Linked DNA regions of Gossypium hirsutum: region 2 is linked to region 1. Evidence: chromatin contacts called from public Hi-C data. All regions are on one chromosome and are shown on one strand. The core of a region is the stretch at or near the end of the contact, and the rest is flanking DNA. Distances in the headings are between cores, read along the strand shown.

Region 1 (6,445 bases), core at 2,146-4,645:
AATGGAAAGAAAAAATATATATTTTCGATGTTTCTATTTTTTCTATTCCTTCGATTTCCATCTTCCCAATTTTCTTTCCACTCTACCAAGCAAAGCCTAAAAGCAGCCTAGTGTCTTGGGATCATTTTATAGTAGCAATTTATTAGACTAGGATGCAGCAATTTGTTATAAAACTTCAAAACCACAACTCTTGAGGATTATACAGGGATTGTTTCTTTAGAGGATTCACAAAATGGATCATTAATGGTGGCAACTGGCAAGTAAAAGAAAATCATTAGTATCATTTCAACCCTAATGGGACAACATAAGAAATAGCAGCCTTTGCAGAAAAGAAGATGAACAAATTAGTTAATATACAGTGCCAGTCCTCCAAGTGCCTAAAACTGATAGTTTCATTAGATCATCAAGCATACCAGAAGAAGTCTCCATACATCAGGACGCATGTAAGTTGGAACACCACTCCAAGCTAATTCACGTAATCTCTCTGCACAAGGAAATCATGATCAAGTCAAACTATAATTCTACTAATAAAAAGTTTGTTAAACTAGAGGACGGAAAAGTAAGGCTACGGAAAAGACTAGGTTCTCTATCAAACTCAGAAAGTGACAATGTGCAGCATGAAAATATTCGCTATACAATTAACACGGATAAAAGTGCATATAGGATAACAAAAATCAGAATCAGTAGGGGCTATACATTAGAATGCAGAATGAAGATGTCAGGCCAATGCAGAATTTTGTTTCTTTCTGATATGATGGGAAAAGTGGGCATATAAACACCAAAGCAATATTTTGTTTCTCTCTAATATGATAAGAAAATTGAACATATGTGATTTCATATCTTGTTGGTACTAGTAATGTGTGAATCCTATTGTCTAAATGCAATAGAAACCGAATTTGTTTACAGTATCTGTTGTTGTGACTGTTTCAAGAAAGGAAATAGTTTCGAACAATTTTTAGCAATATAAACACCATAATGGGTTAAAACATGCAAGAGAAAGGAGAATACACTTTGATAAAGGAGCGTGTACAGTGTCATCAACATTTAGATTTAGCATCTATAGATTACAAGCAGTCCCAAAAGTATTATTAACATGTACAGAACTACATATACTAATAGCATCATGCTATCACAAACTTTATATATCTCTTAATGTCACCATGCCATCTCCAATTGACAACAAACAAGCAAGTGTCTACTTTTGAATCAGCTTCTCTACTACATAACATATTTTGCAATAAAAAATTAAGAACATTTAGCTCTATTTTTTGTGCTAGACAAAGCAGCTGTAGAGCTTACTTCAACTTCGCTCCATATTATTTCTAGAATGGCTCTACTCAAGTAACACCACTCGTAAAAGTTTCAGCAGAGTTACAGACTCTAAATCATCCTGAAGCAACAAAATAGACATAGTACCTACTACGATCATTTGCCCTGAGAGCTCTTTAGTGAACTTCAAAACCCTTGCAGAATCTGTAGATCTTGCACCCATCACAGACTTGACTTCTCTAGCAGAGGTCTCAATGTTTGAGGCTGAAGATCTTAACTTATTAACAGTTGCATTACTATCTGAGTTATTTGTATTTCTGACCCCTCCCTATATGAAACAAAAATTTTTCAGTTAATAACCTTACCAATTTTTAAAGAACTTCAAAAAGACGCACTAGTAATACAATAATTATTTTTGGTACTGTAGTAATAGAATAACTATCACACAAAATAGATATTCACTCTCAACATCACCTCCATGCATTTGTCCCTGTCATTACTCCTTGCGGCATCATTCTGAGAATAGCTTCTTTGATAACTGGGTGATTGATGCTGTATGCCTGAATTGTCGAATAATTCCAACCTTCTAGTCAATAATACTTTACCAGGAATGCTGCGACCCTTAAGCAACCTTAATAAAAGGCAAAATAGAAATTTATTATTTGCATTCAAGGCAATAATTGTGAGAGAAGTAAGCTCATGAAGCAAAGAGAAAATGGGTGAACACTCCACACACACAGCAGTGGACTAGTTACGCAATATATAAATAAATATTCAGATAAAGGTATGTTATAAATTGAAAATAATGGTAAACACAATATTTGCATTTGAATTAAAAAGAGAGAGAGAGAGAGAGAGTAGAAAACAACATGAATTTCCTAACACTAATAAAAGCCACATGGAGGAGCAAATAAAGGTGACATAACAAGACAGGCCAACCTTACCGAAGAAGAAACCTTTTTTAGTTCGATCTCTTTATGAATTACACTCAAGAGAGATTCCCATTAAGCAAAACAACATTGCAGCCAATTGGCATTAAGAAATCCAAGCTCATTAATCAGCATATCAAGAAACACATGCTAACATCCTTTCTGAATTTGCCAAGTGCATAACCGCCTTTATTATCAGGAAAAACGAAGCTAACGAAATGGAATACCTTTTCTTAACCCTTGTAACAAGGTCATAATCAAATTAGACAATACGCCAAAATCAAGGCATTTTGAGATAAAAAAGATATTAAACACACAGAATTATCATCTATGATAAATAGAAACTGTGATAATGCCATCAAGCAGAACTCGAGAGATCTGAATTTAATGCGCGAAAGGGTCCTTAAATCTAAGTACAAAACTCAACAATTCATACCCAACAAACAGAAACGGAAATATTCGACAAATCAAAGTTTCTCCTTGAAGAGGAAAATTCTTCTATATGACTAGAGAACTTGAATTGAAATTCGAAAGATCCGAACATATCCCTCAAAAGGGTATCTAAATCCAATGACAAAAAACACAAGTAGAAGAATCCAGATTCAAAATCATTGAGAAAAAAGAGAGAGAGGGAGAGAAAACAAAAACAGAGAACTAAAGGAAGAAAGAAAGAAAGAGGAATGGGGAAATTGAATAAAGTTAAAAGGATGTACCCTTGGACATTTCTGAGGGTTTGGTTGAATCTGGAATCAAGGCTTTCTTTCTTAGGCTGATGATCTTCCCCCTGGGTGTTGTTGTTCATGGTTTTGTTGTAAAGCGTTGCTATGGAAAGAGCATGCTCCGTTTTCCTGTTTTTCCTTCGTTTGTGGCTGCCTTTTTCACTTTTACTACTAATTCTTCTTGTTTGTTACTCTTTTTTCTTCTTTGAATCTCATGTTTTTCACCATGAAAAGAAGCTCCAGAAAACATGAAGCACTAACATTACCTAACATTCATTAACATCAAATATAATATTCTCCCCCCAAAAAAAAACCAACAAATAATCTATATTGAATGGAATTAATTATAATATCTAAATCCAACAAAAACATAATACATATTTATGAGATTCAGATTTACACTGTCCAATTTCATCTATTCAATATAGTAATATATTTCTCTTTTTATTGCAATTTTTGCATATATGTCTCTGGCGATTAACCAATAACCTATAGAACCCATCACTTGGTTCAAATCTCCAGAAAGGAAGTAGTAAACTTTTATTTGGGCCCTCATTGTCATGGGTTGGGCTATGCCATGCCAAGCCCAGAGCAATAGCCATCTTTAACTTTATTAATATATATAGTTTTAGACTGGGCATTATTTTTTCCCGGGTGGGGGGGGGGTGTTGAAATTTGAGCAAGCTTTGCTAGAGAAAACACAAATCCAGTTAATCAACTGCTTCCATTTTGTAGTATTCCATACTATATATTTATTGTACACACTTGGATTTCAACAAGCATTTCATATATTGAAATTCGAATTTCAGATATGTTAAACCACACCTTTAAAAATTATTACATAAATCAATTGGATTAAATCTGGATAGGATAAATGCCCTTTGCTACCCCTCTTAAGAATTTCTATTGCTCCCCCTTAACATTTACAAACCTATATAAAAACATATATCTTAATTTATTAATTACAATCCATGCTCACATCTTCTAAGCCCTCTTTTTTTCCATTTCTTCAACTCAAAGCAGTTATAACCATTCAAGAATCAAGATCCAAGTACAGCATCCTTGAGCTGAGAAGACATTTATTTTGGAACAGCATGGAAACCAAATGGAGTAACACATCAATGTGAAAAAGGGCTTCTTTCAGATAATTACATCTTCCATTGTAAGAACTAGAAGCTGGATAGAGTTCAAGGAACCATTATGAAGGCCGGTGATTGCATCCTGAGCATCGGCATATTGGCTATTAGCTTCCCCCCAAAAAGCAATTGCTGCCACCAGAACTGCCAATAGCACATGGCACATCACGAACTTGAAACTTCACGTTATGTGTTCCGACATACTCCATAACTTCCAGACACTCCTGTAAATCCGAGTCACTAACCAACATTACCCATTCCTCTTCATCGTCTAAATACTTGAGTTGGAATGTCCCAGTTTGAAGTTTAAACCTTCTTGCAATTTCTTCATATAGTTCAAAGCACCCAGCAGATGGCTCGAACTTAAAACGAACAGTATCATCTTTGTAGGTAGCTTTTACAGTAATTTTTGAGCTGCTATCAACACAGATTGTCTTCATTTCAAAATTCTTTGCCTCATCAAAACTTTGAGAGCTTGATGAACTTCCATGTGACATTGAACCAGAGCCATCTGAAGAGTCTGTCATACTTGAATAAGTTGGTTGGTGGTTGTGTTCAGCATTCCCATCATCAGCCTCCATTCTGATATTGATCTCATCGTCAGCATTTTCTGGACAAGTCCGATCTGCAGTGCGAAGACTAGCTGCCTGGAACGATCCTGCATCTAGAGAAACTGACTTAGAGTCATCATTACAATCAATACAAGGGACACCAGATTGCTTTACTTCTTCACAGGTACTTGGAACAAGCACACTCCTTGCAGCCATGCTGTAGTTTCCACCCAAAGAACACTCATCTTCTTCCAATTTAACAACTGAATTTTCTTCATCAGGGCAAGATTCTAGTGATGCTGCTGATGATTTCTCCAGATCCAATGGTTCAGAAATTCGGATGGGAAGGTTCTTATTGGAGAGCACTAGTGTTTTCTGGGTATCCACTTCTTGCATGACAGTACCTGCTGCAATAAACTCTCCTGTGGTTGGATCAAATTTCAATCCTCCTTGTACAGAGTCAAGAACAGTTTGTATTTTTCTTAATGATCTATTCACTTTGTTAATCTTGCGAGAGGGCCATCTTGGGATCCCAAGTTGTCTGCAAATCCTTTTCAGTGTAGTGGGGCAAACTACAAGGAGAATAGAATCAAAAGTCAATCAAGATTAAATTACCTTGGTATGAACCAGATTCACCCTACTGCTTGAAAATGATATTCTTCTAACACTTGCATATGTCCATTAGACCACTGTTAATAACTATTTTCTAGAGCATATAGACTCAACTATAGAATACAAGTTTTAGTATCACAAGATCTTAATAAATAAACAACACTTCAGCCATAATTTGATTCAAAGAATCTCTCATCTATAAAAATATTAAGCTCAAATACTACTTTATACAATATCTTAGGTTTTTGGAGGTTTTCAATGTCAATGTTACTCTTGCTCTTTTTTTTTCTTGAAGTGTATGTGTCCAATGCGTATCATATTTGAACCTGAGTAAAGGAATATGACCCTTCAAGGATCCTCTAAATACAAAGGAAAAGCATAGAAAAATTGAACATACCTTTGGTGGACATATATACATATCTAACACTCATACCTAGGTCCAAAACATAGCTAAAGGTTATTAAAAACTTAGAATCTTGTCCATCTACCCACTTTCAGAAGAAGACAAGATTGAAAAGTAAGTTGTTAAAATAACAATACTGAACCATATGAAAAGTAAGTTGTTAAAATAATAATACTGAACCATATCAAAAATCTTCTAAGAAGCTTATGTATTTAAAGAGGCTAAAAATGCAATCTCACAGAATATATCAACTTATATTTAATGCTTCTATATAAAGAAAGTCTTTCTGCAAAAGTAAGATGAGCTCATTTTATGCAGTAAACAAAAAACATAAAAACTTTTACTGAAACATGACCAGAACCAACAATATAGTAACCTTATGGTGCATATAAACGAGTAACATCAAGGCTTACCACCAAGGCTTTTTGCAGCATCCTTCAGACTCCCTGAGAAATACGGCTGAAGAACACTCAAGGTCACATTCTTTTCTGCTGTACTTCTCTTCTTCTCTATCTGCCTTCGTGGTCCACTCATTGCCTATAAATATGTACTAAGATATTACTTAACCACATAAGATTGTCCACAACAGCCACTAAGATATTGAACATCACAGGTACTAAATAAAGAAAATAAGTTGAATATACATACATAAAAGAACTCATACAAATTAATCATAGTAAATGATATTAAAACAGGAAACTTGACCACATTTTTATTCCTTCAATAAGAGCTTGAAGCCTTCCTAAGCTCAAGGTAAGTATAAAAAGGCAAGCTCATGAGACATGCTAATAGTACTAGCTTAACATATTTCCAATGCTTCAATTTC
Region 2 (6,445 bases), core at 2,076-4,575, 90 kb before region 1:
CGAGCATCAACACCTTTCTCACGTAAATTTTCAAGGTCATTCTCAATTGTCTCCACAAAGCCTACACTTGAACCATCCGAAACATCACGACCATCAGTGAGAAAGTGAACACGAATTCTTTTAGCACCATGGTCACTAGCTCCCTTAAGCAACTACTGAATTAAAAGATGAATTATCATTAGAGAACTCAAAACTCAAAAAGGTAGGAGCCTGTCCTCAATCACCAAAATTACCTGCAATTGATCAAGCCGGGAGTGCACACCACCATCACTAAGCAATCCAATGAGGTGCAGAGTTCCCTTTTCAAAAGATTCACTTATATACTTAAATCCTTCTCCCTCGTAAATTTTCCCAGAAGCAAGAGCAAGATCAACAAGCTTAGCCCTACAGTCACAAATGAATTAATATTTTAGAACCTTACAACAAAGTTAGCTTTGCAAAAGTCCATGCGAAGAGGAAAGAAGGGAAAGAGGTGGTTTGTTCGAAAAGCGGAAGATAATGCAGAATACCATGAAATAGGAAATGTTTAAAAAAGACAACAAAAAGGCATACATGCACACAAAAAGGCAACTAAAATCAGGAAAGGAAGCCTACCCTTGAGCAAAAATGCGTCCTGCACCAAGAGCATTGTGACCAACTTCACTATTTCCCATGTCTTCCTCTGTTGGAAGTCCTACAGCAGTTCCATGAGCTCTGATTAATCTCCATTTTTCAGGGGCACCCTATCAACAACATGAATTCCACTTAAGTTGGGTCTCGTTGCATTATATTTTATGGGATTCCTTTATGAACTAAAAGCAATGTAATAACGTTCAAATCATATATAATCCCTATAGTTTAAACTTTAAATTAACATATATTAATCTTTCCCACATATTGATAGAATCAATCACAGATAATTAGAAAGTGTAAATTCTAAAGTCAAATGGATAAAAACTATGTACAAGTAGCCGCAATAAATTAATTTGTTTATGAATTGGATTATCTAGCATTTCTATTAGAAATTTGAGAGGATTTAGATAGAAATATTAAGCGCAAAAAATGAATTAGTGTAAGAAAATAACTCTCTCTAAAATATGAACCGAACTCAATCCTTGAATGTTCAAACCTAAACTCGGCTCAACCGATTTTTCAAAGTTTACTTTTATGTTATGTTATTTTTATATATTGTGTAGTTTGTAACCGTAAAAATTAATTTCATAATAATATATATTACTACTATAGTGTAAACATTAAAAATGTTAAGATAACTATATATAAAATTTTAATATATAAAAAATATTATTAAATATTAAATTAAAATAATATAAATTTATTTTTTAAATTTAAAAATGACATAACATGAGTAAATTTAGATTAGCCATTTAAAAATATGAATGAGTTTAGACAAAATTTTAACTTCATATTTGAAGTTAAGCAAAACTTGTAAAGATATAAAATATGTTAATATTATGCTTGGTTAAAATATGATTAGACTTGATCATGAGTCGGGTCAGATTGATACAAAATTTTAAGCAAGTTTTCAAGGCTTGAGCTCAGTCAAACTCAAAAAATAAGCCTAAAATTTTATCTAAGCCCACCCCAAATAGAAAATATTAAACCTAAGCTCGACCTAGCTTAACCAGCCAATATTAATATTTTTTATCTAAAAACAAACTTAAAAAATATAATACATTAAATACCTTTAAAATAGTAACAAAATTAATAATAATAATAAAGTTATATAATATCTAAATAATAAAATGATAGCAATATAATAATAAAATAGCAGCAAAAGAATACCAAAGAACAGCAGAAAAAATTATTTTAAACAAATTCGACTTAATTCGAACCGAACAACAAATCTTACCTGAAATCTAATCTATTTAAAAAATAAATTTTACTTTTTATCTAAACCTAATTTTGAAATCTATATTTTTACTTAAACCTTTGGAGTGAATCTTCAGGCGGACACACCATAATCACGTCTAGACATAGCATCTCCAGCCAGAAAGAATAATATATATAGTTATATTGCGTGTACATTCAGTCAACAAAAACGCACTTATCAAAGTATAAACTAGGAAGTTCAGACATCCTTAAAATTATAAATTCATAAAAGTTGAGTTCTAAACAAAAAAAAAATTTATACAAGTGACAACCTAAGGTTCAATAATCCATATATACAACATAGAAAGAGGCAGGAAGCTCAATCACAAAACTAAAGAAACATACTTCGAAAACAAGATGAAAGCTTTATTTCATGAAAGAAATGGGATCGATACCAACTAATAGTGTCAGCAACGATTACCCGAATCAAATAAATTTTGAGAAAATCCCAGATCAAAGCACAATCTTTTACACTGAATTCTTAAAAGGTAAATATAGATATCCAAAAGTGAACCTGTTTGAGAGAATCCATGGTGAGAGTTTCAGCAACATGGATGCAGTTGTAGTCATCGGGCTTGTTTTCGCCCCACCCATCCAGAACGACAACGGCGATGGTCTTACCCTTTGGAAGCTTTGGGTGGTCCTCCAACTTCCACGATACCTGTCCTGAACTGGCCATTGATAATGATAGTTTTACTTTGTTTTCTAGTTTCTGGATGCGACTGAGGAAGCGTTGGATTATATAAGAGAAAGGGAAAATGGAAATAACAGGCGAGAAGGGGGAGAGCGTGAAGCGTTTAGATTTTTTACTAACATTGATACAAATGAGGCGATGGCGTAGAGTAGAGAGAAAGCATAGGGAAGACGTAGGGTGTGGTGCAGCGGCACCTGATTATTTTTACTTCGCCTAATATGTCGCATGCAGTAGCATCTAGAGAGTTGAACGTACTGTCTAGAATGTACCTCTTTTTTCATGTCGGACTCGCGACGTGTTTTTCCTTTTACAAAATCTGTCATGCCGCGATTACACGCGTATGCTTTTTCGTGGCGTTTCTTTGTTTTTTATAGATTGCAAAAACAATATGGTAAATCATCACTTTATTTTTAAAAATTACAAAATATCACTACATTATATTTAAAGCCATTTAATTATTAATAAATTTTTTAATTTTAAAAATAGAAACATTCAAAAAGTAATTTTTTAAAAGTATTATTTAATGTTTAAATCTTAAACCAAATTTTAAAAAAAATATTTTTGTATCACATTTTTTAAAAAAATACTAAATTACTTTTCTTAATTTGCGAATGTGGCAGCGCTCTAGATTTAATTAGAACAGTAATTGCAGTTATTTTTGGTACTTAGACCTTTTCTCCTCACTTCTCCATATTGTATGAAAAAGAAAAGGGTTTCAACAATCTTACACTGTAACATTGCACTGTTTTGGGCTCCGAACATGGGCTTATATTCTCGAGCTTCGACTTGTTTCAACCACATTTGGATTTGAACTGTTGGGCTTTGTTGACCTGTTTGATTTTTTACTGGAGCCATTGAACCAAAACTTGGACTTTGAAATTGGACACTTGCAATTTGGCTTATATTTTTAATATAAAGTTCGATCGACAAGTATCATAAAACTGAAATATGTAAACCAGATCATTTCATTAAATTGAGTTTAAATCTAATAATTTGCAAGGCATTATTAATTAATTACGCATTAGAAAAAATAAAATTATTGACCTGGTTAAACCTTTTTAGGCGAACTAGGATGACAACCCAAGCACCCTAGCCCGGTTACTCAGTTCAAACAGTCTTATTATTTTATTTTTATTTTTTTGTGTGTGTGAAGGCTCAGTTAACGGAATGTTTATAAGTTATCGACTTGTCAGTCGGACCTTTTTACGCGAGATAAGATGACAACCCAAGTACTTTACCCCAGTTACTCAATCCGGTCACATTTTCGAAACTTCAATCATAACTTGAACCGTTATTAATTTACTTATTTATTCATGCACAAGCAAATATATTTTTCAAACAATCAATTTATTCAAAAAAATCTAGCTATATATATCAACTTTAATACACAAATATCGACTAATCTATATACTTGAACATTTAAAATTAAAAATTTGCCCCATTGTCCAAATTGACTAAGTATGAGATTAAAAGCTCAATGTCAAATAAACTATTGAATGAATTCAACGTAAGATTGAACACATGCAAAAAAAAAAGATGCAGCAAAAGTCATGCATATTTACTTACCAACTCAACCCCCTACTTAATCTATGCTTGTCCTCAAGCATGTGTTATATGCAATAAAGTTTAGTAACTCAAACAATGAGCAAAGAGAAAAGTTAAGAATTCTCCCCATGTGTTTCAGCTGATGTTGTCGGCATTGGGAAATAATTGTCAGCATTTAGCACTATGTGCCCACGCTACCATCATTATCTGACTTCTGCAAAACCTTCATTACGTTCCTAAAAATAGCAAATTCACTAGATTAAATAGAAATTTATATATTTACAACTTAAATCTTACTAAAACTCAAAATTAAATAAATGAAAATAAATTTGGGTTGCCTCCCAAAAAGCGCTTTTGTTTAACGTCGTTAGCTCGACGACCATGAATGTTATCCGTTTGGCTCATTGAGACTTAATTTTTCCATCTTGTGCACTTGAATGTTCTTGCAGAAAAGTTTCAACCTTTGCCCATTATCTTTGAAGCCCTTCCTGGATTCCCCTATCATTAGGGGGATTGAGGTGTCTTTGAGCTTCTCCGTCCAAGTTTGTATTTTTCTCTGTCGAAATCATTGTATGTTCTGGAAACGGTTTCAGCTTTAATTTCGAGGCTTTCATGACAGCTTCACGTATTGGTTTTTTTATCATCGATAATTCCTCCTGCTTAACATCGAGATCTACATTCCTGCAAGGCACAATTTGTAACTTATTATTGGGATGTCCCATATCATCATAAACATTAAACCTAACCACTTTATTGTCAAATTCCATGGTAAGTGTTCCACTCCAAACATCAATTTTTGTTCGTGCGGTACTTAAGAATGGTCTCCCAAGAAGTATCTCAGACGAATTGACCGAGTTGTCATCCTTCATGTTAATGATGTAGAAGTCTGCAGGAAATATCAGCTCATTTACCTTAACAAGAACATCCTTCAGCACTCCTTCCGGATGCACTATGGATCTATCTGCAAGCTGAATAACCATACTTGTTTTCTTCAAAGGACCCGCGTTAAGTAGTTTATAAACTGACAAAGGCATAACATTAATTGATGCGCCTAAGTCACACATTGTTTTTTTAATACCAACACTACCTATTTTACAAGTTATGAAAAACATACATTGGTCTTTACATTTGGGCAGTATTTTCCTTTGCAGAATGGCAGAGACATTTTCTTTGACACTTATCTTTTCATTGTCCAGGAGTTTCCTTTTGCTCGTGCATAACTCTTTTAGGAATTTTGCGTATCGTGGGATCTGCTTAATCGCATCGAGAAAAGGTATGTTGATTTCAACCTTTCGAAAGGTGTCAAGGATCTCCTTCTCGTCTCGCTTCTTCTTACATTGGACAAGTCGTCCGGGAAACAGAGGTGGTACTGCAAACAACTTTTGTGGTGCTAACTCTGCTGGAGCCTTTGTGTCAAGTTTCTTCTTATCTCGACCAGCGTCGTGGGCGCGACTAATGCCAGGTATGGCCTCCAAAACCTTCCCGCTCCTCAACGTTATAGCGCTTACATTGTGTCGAGGATTTGGCTCAGTTTGGGACGGTAATTTACCTTGAGACTCCAAGCGATTAATTGCCATCGAGAGTTTACTAACTTGATTAGTTAACTCTTGTATTGATACGTCTGTCCTCTGTTGATATTTTGCAGCATTGGCGGCAAGTCTTTCCACAACAGCTTCTAGTGATGTGCTCGGCTTGTGTTGTTATTGTGGTGGTTGTAGAGGTCTCGGTTGGTATGATGGATTATATCGGGGATTAGCTCCGTAATTCAGGTTGGGATGATCCTTCCACCCGGGATTGTAGGTGTTGGAGAAAGGATCATAGTGTCTTTGCGGAGGTCCCAGAAAACCTCTGACAGCATCAACATGTGCCGTTGAATTGTCGTTAAGGATTTTACACAAATCCGTCGGGTGTTCAGACGTAGTACAAATTCCACACAGTCGGGTCAGACTCTTCTTTTCTGTAAGCAAATATTGAACAACATTAGTAAGCTTATCCAATTTATCTTCTAAAGATGAAACGTTTACCCCATTAACCCGTCTTTTTGGTTCCGAATTTGGCCGATACTGTTGAGAATTTGCCGCCATGGTAGATATTAGTTCTCTTGCCCTTTGAGGGGTCATATTGACAAGCGCTCCTCCACTAGCAGCGTCAATCATCTTCATTTCCATAGGGAGCAAACCCTCGTAGAAATATTGAAGAAGTGATTATTCGGTCAACCCATGTTGAGGACAACTTGCACACAGTTTTTTGTACCGCTCCCAATAGTCGTAGAGCGATTCACTCTCCATTTGGCAAATTCCCACTATGTCCCTCCTAAGCTCAGCTGCTCGTGACGCT

What was found. A called contact is a pair of places that touch in the nucleus more often than the background predicts.
Region 2: a contact with region 1 is called in a Hi-C map of leaf, with 4 times the contacts expected there. The contact joins the enhancer-like site here to the promoter of LOC107896907 in region 1. A contact is called at or near these places in 9 of 34 Hi-C or Micro-C datasets (anther, callus, leaf and 1 more).

The regions. Positions count from the first base shown.
Region 1 is chrA10:80,319,155-80,325,599 of Gossypium_hirsutum_v2.1, reverse strand. It overlaps LOC107896907 (GTPase-activating protein gyp1), which reads right to left and starts at 3,395. Exons shown (of 10, transcript XM_016822205.2): 1 at 2,912-3,395; 2 at 1,744-1,900; 3 at 1,417-1,597; 4 at 414-484. The coding sequence starts at 3,000. LOC107896908 (protein NLP9) reads right to left here. Exons shown (of 6, transcript XM_016822208.2): 5 at 6,033-6,156; 6 at 3,688-5,176. The coding sequence ends at 4,161.
Region 2 is chrA10:80,409,016-80,415,460 of Gossypium_hirsutum_v2.1, reverse strand. It overlaps the pseudogene LOC107896011. Among protein-coding and RNA genes, the nearest start is that of LOC121208637, 27 kb to the left of the region's middle. Within about 2 kb of position 3,325, at least 2 of the 9 cell types and tissues checked have an H3K27ac peak or open chromatin away from gene starts, as enhancers often do. A contact at or near this core is called in leaf, where this site is marked.